Linked DNA regions of Hordeum vulgare: regions 1 and 2 are each linked to region 3. The links are chromatin contacts, called in public Hi-C maps. All regions are on one chromosome and are shown on one strand. The core of a region is the stretch at or near the end of the contact, and the rest is flanking DNA. Distances in the headings are between cores, read along the strand shown.

The links. Hi-C and Micro-C count contacts between places; a contact is called where the count stands out from the background.
Region 1: a contact with region 3 is called in a Hi-C map of leaf, with 6 times the contacts expected there. The contact joins the promoter of LOC123398984 here to the promoter of LOC123398992 in region 3. A contact is called at or near these places in 5 of 6 Hi-C or Micro-C datasets (leaf, seedling and an unstated tissue) and 1 of 1 datasets of contacts at active chromatin or transcription factors (embryo).
Region 2: a contact with region 3 is called in a Hi-C map of leaf, with 4 times the contacts expected there. The contact joins the enhancer-like site here to the promoter of LOC123398992 in region 3. A contact is called at or near these places in 2 of 6 Hi-C or Micro-C datasets (leaf and seedling).

Annotation. Positions count from the first base shown.
Region 1 is chr5H:468,611,740-468,614,786 of MorexV3_pseudomolecules_assembly, reverse strand. LOC123398984 (dicarboxylate transporter 2.1, chloroplastic-like) reads right to left here and starts at 1,406. Exons shown (of 4, transcript XM_045093424.1): 1 at 536-1,406. The coding sequence starts at 1,321. LOC123398985 (queuine tRNA-ribosyltransferase catalytic subunit 1-like) reads right to left here. Exons shown (of 16, transcript XM_045093425.1): 13 at 2,925-3,026; 14 at 2,797-2,843; 15 at 2,681-2,708; 16 at 1,997-2,494. The coding sequence ends at 2,336.
Region 2 is chr5H:469,207,359-469,210,181 of MorexV3_pseudomolecules_assembly, reverse strand. It overlaps LOC123399424 (putative wall-associated receptor kinase-like 16), which reads left to right. Exons shown (of 4, transcript XM_045093834.1): 3 at 63-215; 4 at 479-1,808. The coding sequence ends at 1,659. Among protein-coding and RNA genes, the nearest start is that of LOC123399424, 11 kb to the left of the region's middle. Within about 2 kb of position 1,506, at least 2 of the 3 cell types and tissues checked have open chromatin away from gene starts, as enhancers often do. A contact at or near this core is called in leaf, where this site is marked.
Region 3 is chr5H:468,897,741-468,900,650 of MorexV3_pseudomolecules_assembly, reverse strand. It overlaps LOC123398992 (homeobox-leucine zipper protein HOX4-like), which reads right to left and starts at 1,455. Exons shown (of 3, transcript XM_045093427.1): 1 at 1,032-1,455; 2 at 560-924; 3 at 1-477. The coding sequence starts at 1,089. The coding sequence ends at 97.

The DNA.
Region 1 (3,047 bases), core at 157-2,656, 290 kb after region 3:
CAACCGATAGGAATAGGATACCCCCTTTAGAAAAGCTGTCAAGAGATCACGAAACTGAAATGCACAAAATAACAGACTGACATGCTAGAGCTCCAAAATTAGTTTTAGCACTGGATGGTGTACACTAAATAACTTCTGACCAAGCAAGCATCGATTTGGCACATACGGGATTACAGGTTCTTGCACTAATTCCGCCTAGGAAAATCATACTAACACCCACATGTCCTAATAGTAACAAAGAAATGGTGCACCACCTTCAACCTGTGCAGAGCACAGCTCCACAAGAGTTTAAAACGATGGAGGTAACACGATCGGCAGTTGAGCTGTGAACCCTTTCTGAAACAAATATAGCCGGGGGAATGCACACTTCAAGAGTTCAGGTATAGTGACAATTAGCAACTGTGACTCTGGCGCATTCATTTATTAGAATCCTACTGTGACAGGCTTGTAAGATCTATCTATTCCATGGCCAAGTTACCAGCAGCAAGTTCATCAAACGAACGTTGAATAATGAAAATCAATTTACATCACTTACCTGGAACTGGGTCATCACAAGATAGGAGCCGAGCTTCCGCGACGACTGGTCGTTAGGCTTGCTGCCCGCGGAGAGCGCGAGCGACTTGATGATAGGCAGGAAGACGCCCCCGGCCCTGGCGGTGGTGCTGGGCATGGCCGGCGCGATGCAGGCCTCGCTGACGGTGAGCCCGTAGGAGAGCCCCAGCGTGCTGCCCCCGAGCCACTTGATGAAGTAGGTGGCGATGCGGTCGCCGAGGCCGGTCTTGACGAAGCCTCGCGCGAAGAAGAAGGAGATGACGATGAGCCAGATGACCTCGTTGGTGAAGGCGGAGAAGGCGGCCTCGAAGGGGAGCGTCTGCGTGGCCACGGCGGTGGTGAGGCCGACGAAAGCCCAGGCGCCCACGGGCAGCGGGCCGAGCACGAGCCCCGCGATGGTGGAGAGGAAGATGGAGAGCAGCTGCCACGCCTGCAGGGTCACCTCGGCGGGCCGCGGCGCGAGGAAGCGCACGGCGAGGCCGGCCGCGAGGGAGACGACGAGCGGGACGAGCTTGGCGCCGGCGGGGGCAGCGCCGGCCTCCACGTCGGGCTCGGGGTCGGATTCGGGGACAGGCGATTGCGAGGCGAGGAGACGCCGGGCGTGGCGGCGAGGGGTGGGGGAGAGCAGGCGATGCTGCGAAGACAGGGGGCGGGAGGCGAGTGTGAGGGGAAGGGGAGCGGGGAGGTGGAGCTGGCGCCGGCGGAGATGGTTCGGGGCGCGGATGGGCAGAGGCGGGCGGTGCGAGACGGCGATCCGGAGGCGCTCCATCGGCGCCGGCGGCGGGCGGAACGGTCCAGGAGCAAAGGCGGGCGGCGGTTTCAGAATCCCGTCCACGGAGATCGGCCCTGTAATGGCTGCGGTTTGAAATAAGCATTTTTAGCATAGATACTAACGGCGGAATCTGGGATACCCAACGCCTCGCGGGCTTCGCCCACTGACATGTGAGGCCCCGTGCCTCGCGGCCGCAGACGGACCCACCCGGCAGCGTCCGAAGGAGGGGTACGGCGCCTTGTTTACTGATGATACTACTACCTGGGATCGGCGTGGGGACGAGTCGCGATCGCCGGAATCTGCAGCCTCGCCACCGGTGGTGGATCCCGCGAGGCACCGCGTTTCGACGGGAAGCGGCGGCCAGCAGGGTGCCGACACGTTGCTTTAGTTGATACTCCGTAGTTGATACTGACTGCCAGAAGCGTCTGCCGTCCGATGAGAATCGAACAATCCAGATGACCGGCCAGGTCATTTTCCTGAAGATCGCACACATTTCCCACGCGACATTTTCCATGCCATGAAACCAATTGCGTCGCGGGACCACCTGTAATAAACACCAAACATTGCAAGCAATTCCAAAAAAAAAGGCAATATTCAAGCCAACAAAGAGTGTGAGGAGGACCAGAGTTTGGACAGAAAGAGTGTGACGGCTGGAGAAGCCGCCACATTCAGTGAAACAAAATGAGCTGCGTCGCGGCAGCAGTTTTCATGAGTATAATATATAGTGATGCTGTTACAACTTTCCGTAAACTGTTCTTGCAGCAAAACAATCAATGGCAGATGCTATAACACCTTGGAGGCTACCAAAACCTATGAGCAGCTAGTTTCAGCATACGGTTGGAAAAATCTCTATGCTGAAGCAATGAGAGCCAGGCCTACGCCATCTATGACCCAGAAAAACCTCGTGAAAACGCGTCATGTTAAGTACGAAGGATCACTTCCACGCGGCAATCCTTCCTATCGTCAACCGGTACCGTGGTATCTGTAATGAATGCCCCCGAGCGTTCCGCGTCAGGGGCACTTGGTCGGCGGGCAAAACTCCGCTATGTCGACGCCAGCAGCCTCCATTGCGTCATGCTGACAGTTGGTCGGGGTGCAGCACTCCGATATGTCAATGCCGGCAACCTCCATTGCATTGTGAACCCACTTTGGCACGTCGCCCTTCGGGAACTGTCATCATCGTGATTTTAGCGTTTACGGGTAACTCAAACTATTAAGAAACATAATAACAAAACAGGTATGGTGTTGGCTTTGTAGATGATTGGGTAGCAGATGGTACAAGGAGGTAGTTTGTTGCTCAGCTATTTTTGGTTCAAGCAATATATGATAGAATAGAGATTGGAGGACAAGACAAACCTGCACCCTCAAGAATCCTCGCACGAACCTGCAACATGTCAGCGGAATTTCGTTATTTACCAACACACTATTTCACTGACAAATCAGGCAGATTTATGTCGAATGAGACAACATACTCTGGAAATCGCCCTTCAAGAATCGACATGTGGAGATCTCTACTTAACTGAAACAGAAATGAGAGTGATCAAACAATAGCTGACGGTGCTCAAAATGAACTAATCGGAAAAAAATATTGACAGGGTACCCGCATCATAAACGATAAATTGTGATATGACAGCAGTTGAGAGCCCATAGGATCTTTCGTGACAAGACAATGCAAGTATGCACGTGTATAGTTTTTGCAGACCTGAACAATAAGAACACCATG
Region 2 (2,823 bases), core at 257-2,756, 310 kb before region 3:
ATATACGAGTCACATGTATGCACAGCTTGGCAAGTTGAACTGGGAAAAATGTTTTGTTCCAGATATTGACGAGTGCCTTGAAGATGCTACTCTCTGCGTCTCTGGAAGTGGAACCTGCACGAACACGGCAGGGAATTACACCTGCTCATGTCCCCGAGGGAAGGATTGGGCGAATGGCAGTTGTCAATCCCATTTTCCTGTGATACCTGTCGTAGGTGAGTTCTTCTCTTTGTGAGCACTATATACACATACTGCTTATGAACGATTAATTGAACATCTGCAGGAAACTTACGAACTTTGCAATGATATAGTACATCGATATTATGTTGTTTAACGACAACCCAGCATACTTTATCTTGGCCAACTAAATTTATCAGCCAGTATTTTTCTTTCTCCTGAAACAGAGTACTTTAAGTTGTCACTACTCAACGAAATTACATTAATATTGAACATATGTATATGTGGATGGATAATGCAGGTACAACTGTTGGACTAGTCGTCTTAGTGATTGTTTTAGCCTGTGCGTGCATGATCCAAGAGAGAAGAAAACTACAAAAGATGAAGCGGGACTACTTTCGGCAGCATGGTGGTCTAATATTATTTGAGGAGATGAGGTCAAAGCAAGGTATTACATTTAAAATCTTCACAGAGGAAGAACTACAGCAAGCCACGAACAGGTTTAGTGAGCAACAAGTATTGGGTCAAGGGGGCTATGGGACTGTGTACAAGGGGGTTCTTGAGGGCAACGTGGAAGTAGCGGTGAAGAGATGCAAGACCGTCGACGAGCAACAAAAGAAAGAATTTGGTAAAGAGATGCTGATCTTGTCTGAGGTCAACCATAAAAACATTGTGAAGCTCCTCGGGTGTTGCCTCGAAGTGGAAGTCCCTATGTTGGTATACGAGTTTGTCCCAAACGGCACCCTCTTCCAGCTCATACACGGTAACCATGGCCTACGTATCTCCTTGGCTACTCGCTTGGGGATCGCCCATGAGTCCGCTGACGCGCTCGCCTACCTTCACTCATCGGCTTCGACACCAATCCTCCATGGTGATGTCAAGTCCTCCAATATTCTTCTTGACAGGGATCACAAAGCTAAAGTAGCTGACTTTGGCGCCTCCATCCTGGCACCAACTGATAAGTCACAATTCATCACACTTGTACATGGTACATGCGGGTATCTCGATCCTGAGTACATGCAAACCAACCTGCTGACAGACAAGAGTGACGTGTACAGCTTTGGGGTTGTTCTTTTGGAGCTGCTTACGGGCAAGTTGCCATTTAATTTCAGTCAAGATGTCGCTGCCCGCGAGAAGAGCTTATCGATGATGTTTATGTATGCGATGAAGGTGAATAAGCTTGAGGAAATCTTGGATGATGATATCAAGAACGAGGAGAGCACAGAAATTATTGAAGAGGCGGCGGAGCTAGCGATGCGGTGCTTAGAGATGTGTGGTGACAATAGGCCATCGATGAAGGAAGTTGCGGAGAAGCTTGATAGTCTGAGGAAGGTGATGCAACATCCATGGGTGCAGCGAAACCCTGAAGAGATGGAATGCCTACTTGGGGAGCCCTCGTCAATGGTCAGCTCGACGATAACAAGTGCTGAATGTTTCAGCATCGAGAAGAAAGCTGTTAATGGTCTGCAGTCAGGTCGTTAAGTAATCACACTATTGCCTTGCTTTGTTTATTTTGTATTCAAAAGCAAAAAAGTCAGTTGCATCAAAAATAGAATAAACAGTCAATTGTTATAGCTACCATTATGTTACTGTTCATTTTACCAATTATACATCTACAGTTTCAGTGTTTATATGGTTATGTATCTTCTGAAAAAGTGTGGATATATGTGATTTATTATTTCTTAAATTATGCATAGTTTGGTTTTCAAATTTGATTTAGTGGGGTAGATGCTTGACACGTCCTCTAAATCCTTATATTTTATTATCAGTCTTTTGCAAAAAGAGAGAAAAAAATAAGAAAAACTATGATCAGTCAAGAGTATGGTATCATGCATAACCCGATTCAGGCTACTAGACTTCTACATGATCCTTTTTTTTTATCTTTTTGACGGAGAAAACACAGGGACGGCTATGTCCCGCTTCTAGCAAGACAAACCGTCCCCTCACCTGAAAAGACGTGGCCATGGGCCAGCCCAGTGGCGTTGTTCGCTCGATTGTTATTTGTTCGTTCACTTGTTTTTTGTAATTTTTCTGTTTTATATTTTCACAAAAACTAAAATACAAATATTTTAAGAAAATACATATTTGTAAAAACCATTGTTCAATATTAAAAATTGGTGATGCAACTATAAGAAAATGTTGATAGCGTTTGAAAACATATTTCAACACTTATTTGGAAAAACAAGTTTAACACATATTTGAGAAAATATATTCACAAACATGTGTTCTGAAAAAAACTAATTGTATATTTGAAATTGTAAAACATATACAAGATAAATGTTTCTGTTGTATATGAAAAATGTACAGATGTGTATGGCACAAAGTAGTTATCGACACATGTATTCAAAACAAAATGAATCATTTTTCTGAAAAATGTTAATCATGTATTAAAAAATGTGACATATGTATAAAGCGTTATTGATGTATCTAAAAAATATCTAAACATACATATAAAAATGTTAACCATGTATTATAAAATGTTGAACATGCATAAAATTAATTTTCATATGTATACAAAAAATGTACAAAGTGTGTCAAAAAAGTAGACATCAGAGATATATAATAAAAGAATAGACATAAAAGGAAAACTAATTCACGCTACTAGACTTTTTCTTTTGCAAAAAGGAAAAAAAAACTATAATCAGT
Region 3 (2,910 bases), core at 206-2,705:
GAAAAGCCCCTGCTTTCTTCACTAATCTTTTATTCCCCGCGCGAGGTGTCGTCTCCCACCGAGTACGAGTAGTAGTCTCTCTCTCTCTGCCGCGCCTCATTTCCAGGGATCCGCGGGCTCGGTCCACCACGCCAGCGGCGGCTCGTCGGCGAAGAAGCCCCCGCACGGCTCCTCGTCGTCCAGGAACCCCGTCTCGTCCTCCTCCACCTTGAGGAAATTCCCCTGCAGGAACATCTGCCCGTGCCCCGCCACCGCCGCGCCGGGCCCGCCGAGCAGCTCCCCCATCTCCGGAGCCGGCGCCTCCTCTGCTGGCGTGGCGCCCGTCGCGTCCGTGTCGTTCAGCACCCCGCTGGAGTCGCTGTCGGATGACCCCATGCCCGCGGGCGGCGGGCCGTCCGACGCCGCCGGCTCCTCCTTCACCGACGTGAAGCTCGCCGCGGCCTCCTCGTCCCCCAGCTTCCCCTTCAGATCCTTGATCTGTATCGCACGAGGCGAGCGTCAGCCATTGCGCGCGCACAGTACTAAGGACAGCGGCAGCGAAATTTAAGCGGGCACGAACCTCGGCGAGGAGGGCTTCCTTGTCGCGGCGGAGCGCGTCGTGGTCGAGGCGGAGGGCGTCGTACGAGTGGCGCAGCGCGTTGTAGTCGCGCTCGAGCTGCTTGGTCTTCCAGCGCGCCCGGCGGTTCTGGAACCAGACGGCGACCTGGCGCGGCTGCAGGCCGAGGTCGCGCGCCAGCCGCGCCTTGCGCTCAGGCTCCAGCTTGTTCTCCACCTCGAAGCTCCGCTCCAGGGCGCGCACCTGCTCCGCGCTCAGCCGCCGCTTCTTCTCCCCTCCCCCGCAGCCGCCGCCGCCGCCGCCGCACGCCATCATCTCCTCCTCCGCGTCCCCATCCGCCTCCATCCCGACCACGCCGTAGTCCATATCTAATTAAAATTACAAGCACGCATGGAGACTCAGATTTTCCGCATCCTTCACCTCACAGTCAGAACGAATTGCCACCAGAAAGAAAGAAAGAGCGCGTGCAATTTACCACTGGGACTGGCCATCTGGTGGAGGGGGGAGGGGTTTCCGCCGCCGGGCCGCTTCATGGCGAGTTCCGCAGAAATTCAGAGGGCACCGGCACCACCGCCACCACCACCTTCCCCGATTACTGCGAGAAGAGGAGCAGAGAGCGTGCGGAAGGGCTCGGGCGCCTCCACTGCTGGTCCCTCCCCGTCCTCCCGTCCACGCCTCGATCCATGACGACCACCATGTACCCTCGTCCCCGCCTTGGGAAACCAACGCCGATCAAAATGCCCCCGCCACGATCGAGGACGGATTTCCTCCGCGGTTCCTTATGATCCAAGAAAGAGTGAGGGGGAGGGGGAGGGGGGAGAGTGGAGTGTGGAGTGGAGTCCTGCTCTGATTTCTTTTCCGGGTTTCCTTTCTGTTTCCCCAACACTGCGTGCTGCATTTCCGTGTGCGTTTAATAAAGGGGGGAGGGGGGAGAGAGAGAGACAGGCGGGGCCGAGCTCCGGCTCCGCGCTTGGGTCGGGTTAGGTGGTGCGGTCAGGAGCTGACCACGGTTAAAGACCCGCGGCAGCACGCGTCGCGCGGCAATTTGCGAGCCCAAGCGCGATCTTTTTTTACCGATCGGATCAGAGCACATAGGATCGTGGACTGATAAGACGAGACGACTTGCACTGGAGTACAAGCCCGGTTCATGCTTCACAATTTGGCAATTAGCATCTTACTATTCTTTGTGCACTGGAATTCCCACTACCAAAATACCCACACATAAAAAAGCCAAAGACAGAAGACACGATTGAAAATGTACTATCAACAGATTATGAGATGTAGATGAAAGGGAGTGGCGCGCCTTCGTGCCTAGTGGGCGCCTCTCCCCTTTAGTGGTTCTTGGTTTCAGTAAAAAAAATATTATATTCATAAAAAAAAAGTTTTGCTTAACTCTAAGAATTTTTATTTTTTATAAAAAACAAAACTATCTGTTGAAAACAGCGTCACCTTGTGTTAGTTTCATTCAAATTATGTAAATTAAAGTTTAAAATAAAAAAACAAAAGATTTAGGAAAAGTAGATAGATGCAGACGTATCACTGCTCTGAGAGAGAACTTGTAAGTGTCATTTGATAGCAACCCATCCTTCGAGGATTTTGAGATAAAAATATTAGCAAGGAAAAATCCAAAACCCAAACTAGAAACCAAAACCCATAGTGATTGAGCATCACTCACAGGTTGTTTCTGTGTGGAACCGACGCTTGTTGCCTTTGAAGACTGTGTATCTTTCAGAAGGTTGGCGTCATGGTCTAGAGCATCCAAGAGGAAATTGTGGATTGTCGGGTGATCGACTTTGTGAGGGTTCAGAAGTATGCGCTCAAGACTTAACACGGGTGTTGGACAAGGTCTGTGTGACCTTAGCTCAAGGAGAACACAGTCAGGACTGTGTGTCCTTTGTTTTAAATACCAAGCCGCTTCAAAACAGACATACAAGTGCTACAACAGTTGGAAGAGGGTCATCAAACCATTGTCTTCATCGGGCTCCTCGTTGTATTTCCTTAACCCCTCCATTTCCTCAAATACTAGTTGATGAAATTGATCATTACTATTTTAAGACTTTGACTGAAGATTTTCTCAATTTTCTCATCTCAAAATTCTTCAGTCACCTTGTTTTTCGCGTGCTTATCCTATTTACACGCTACTTGTGACTGTGTTTGTTTTATTTCATCATGACAACTATGCTACTACTATGTTATGATTACACTTGAGTACTTATTCCGCTGCAAGTAGTTCGTCAATTAGCAAATTCCTCAATCATTATTTCCTCACTAACGAATTTGTAAAAACGCTTATTCAACCCCCCTCTAGTCGATATAACGCACTTACAATTGGTATTAGAGGGTACTCCCTTGTT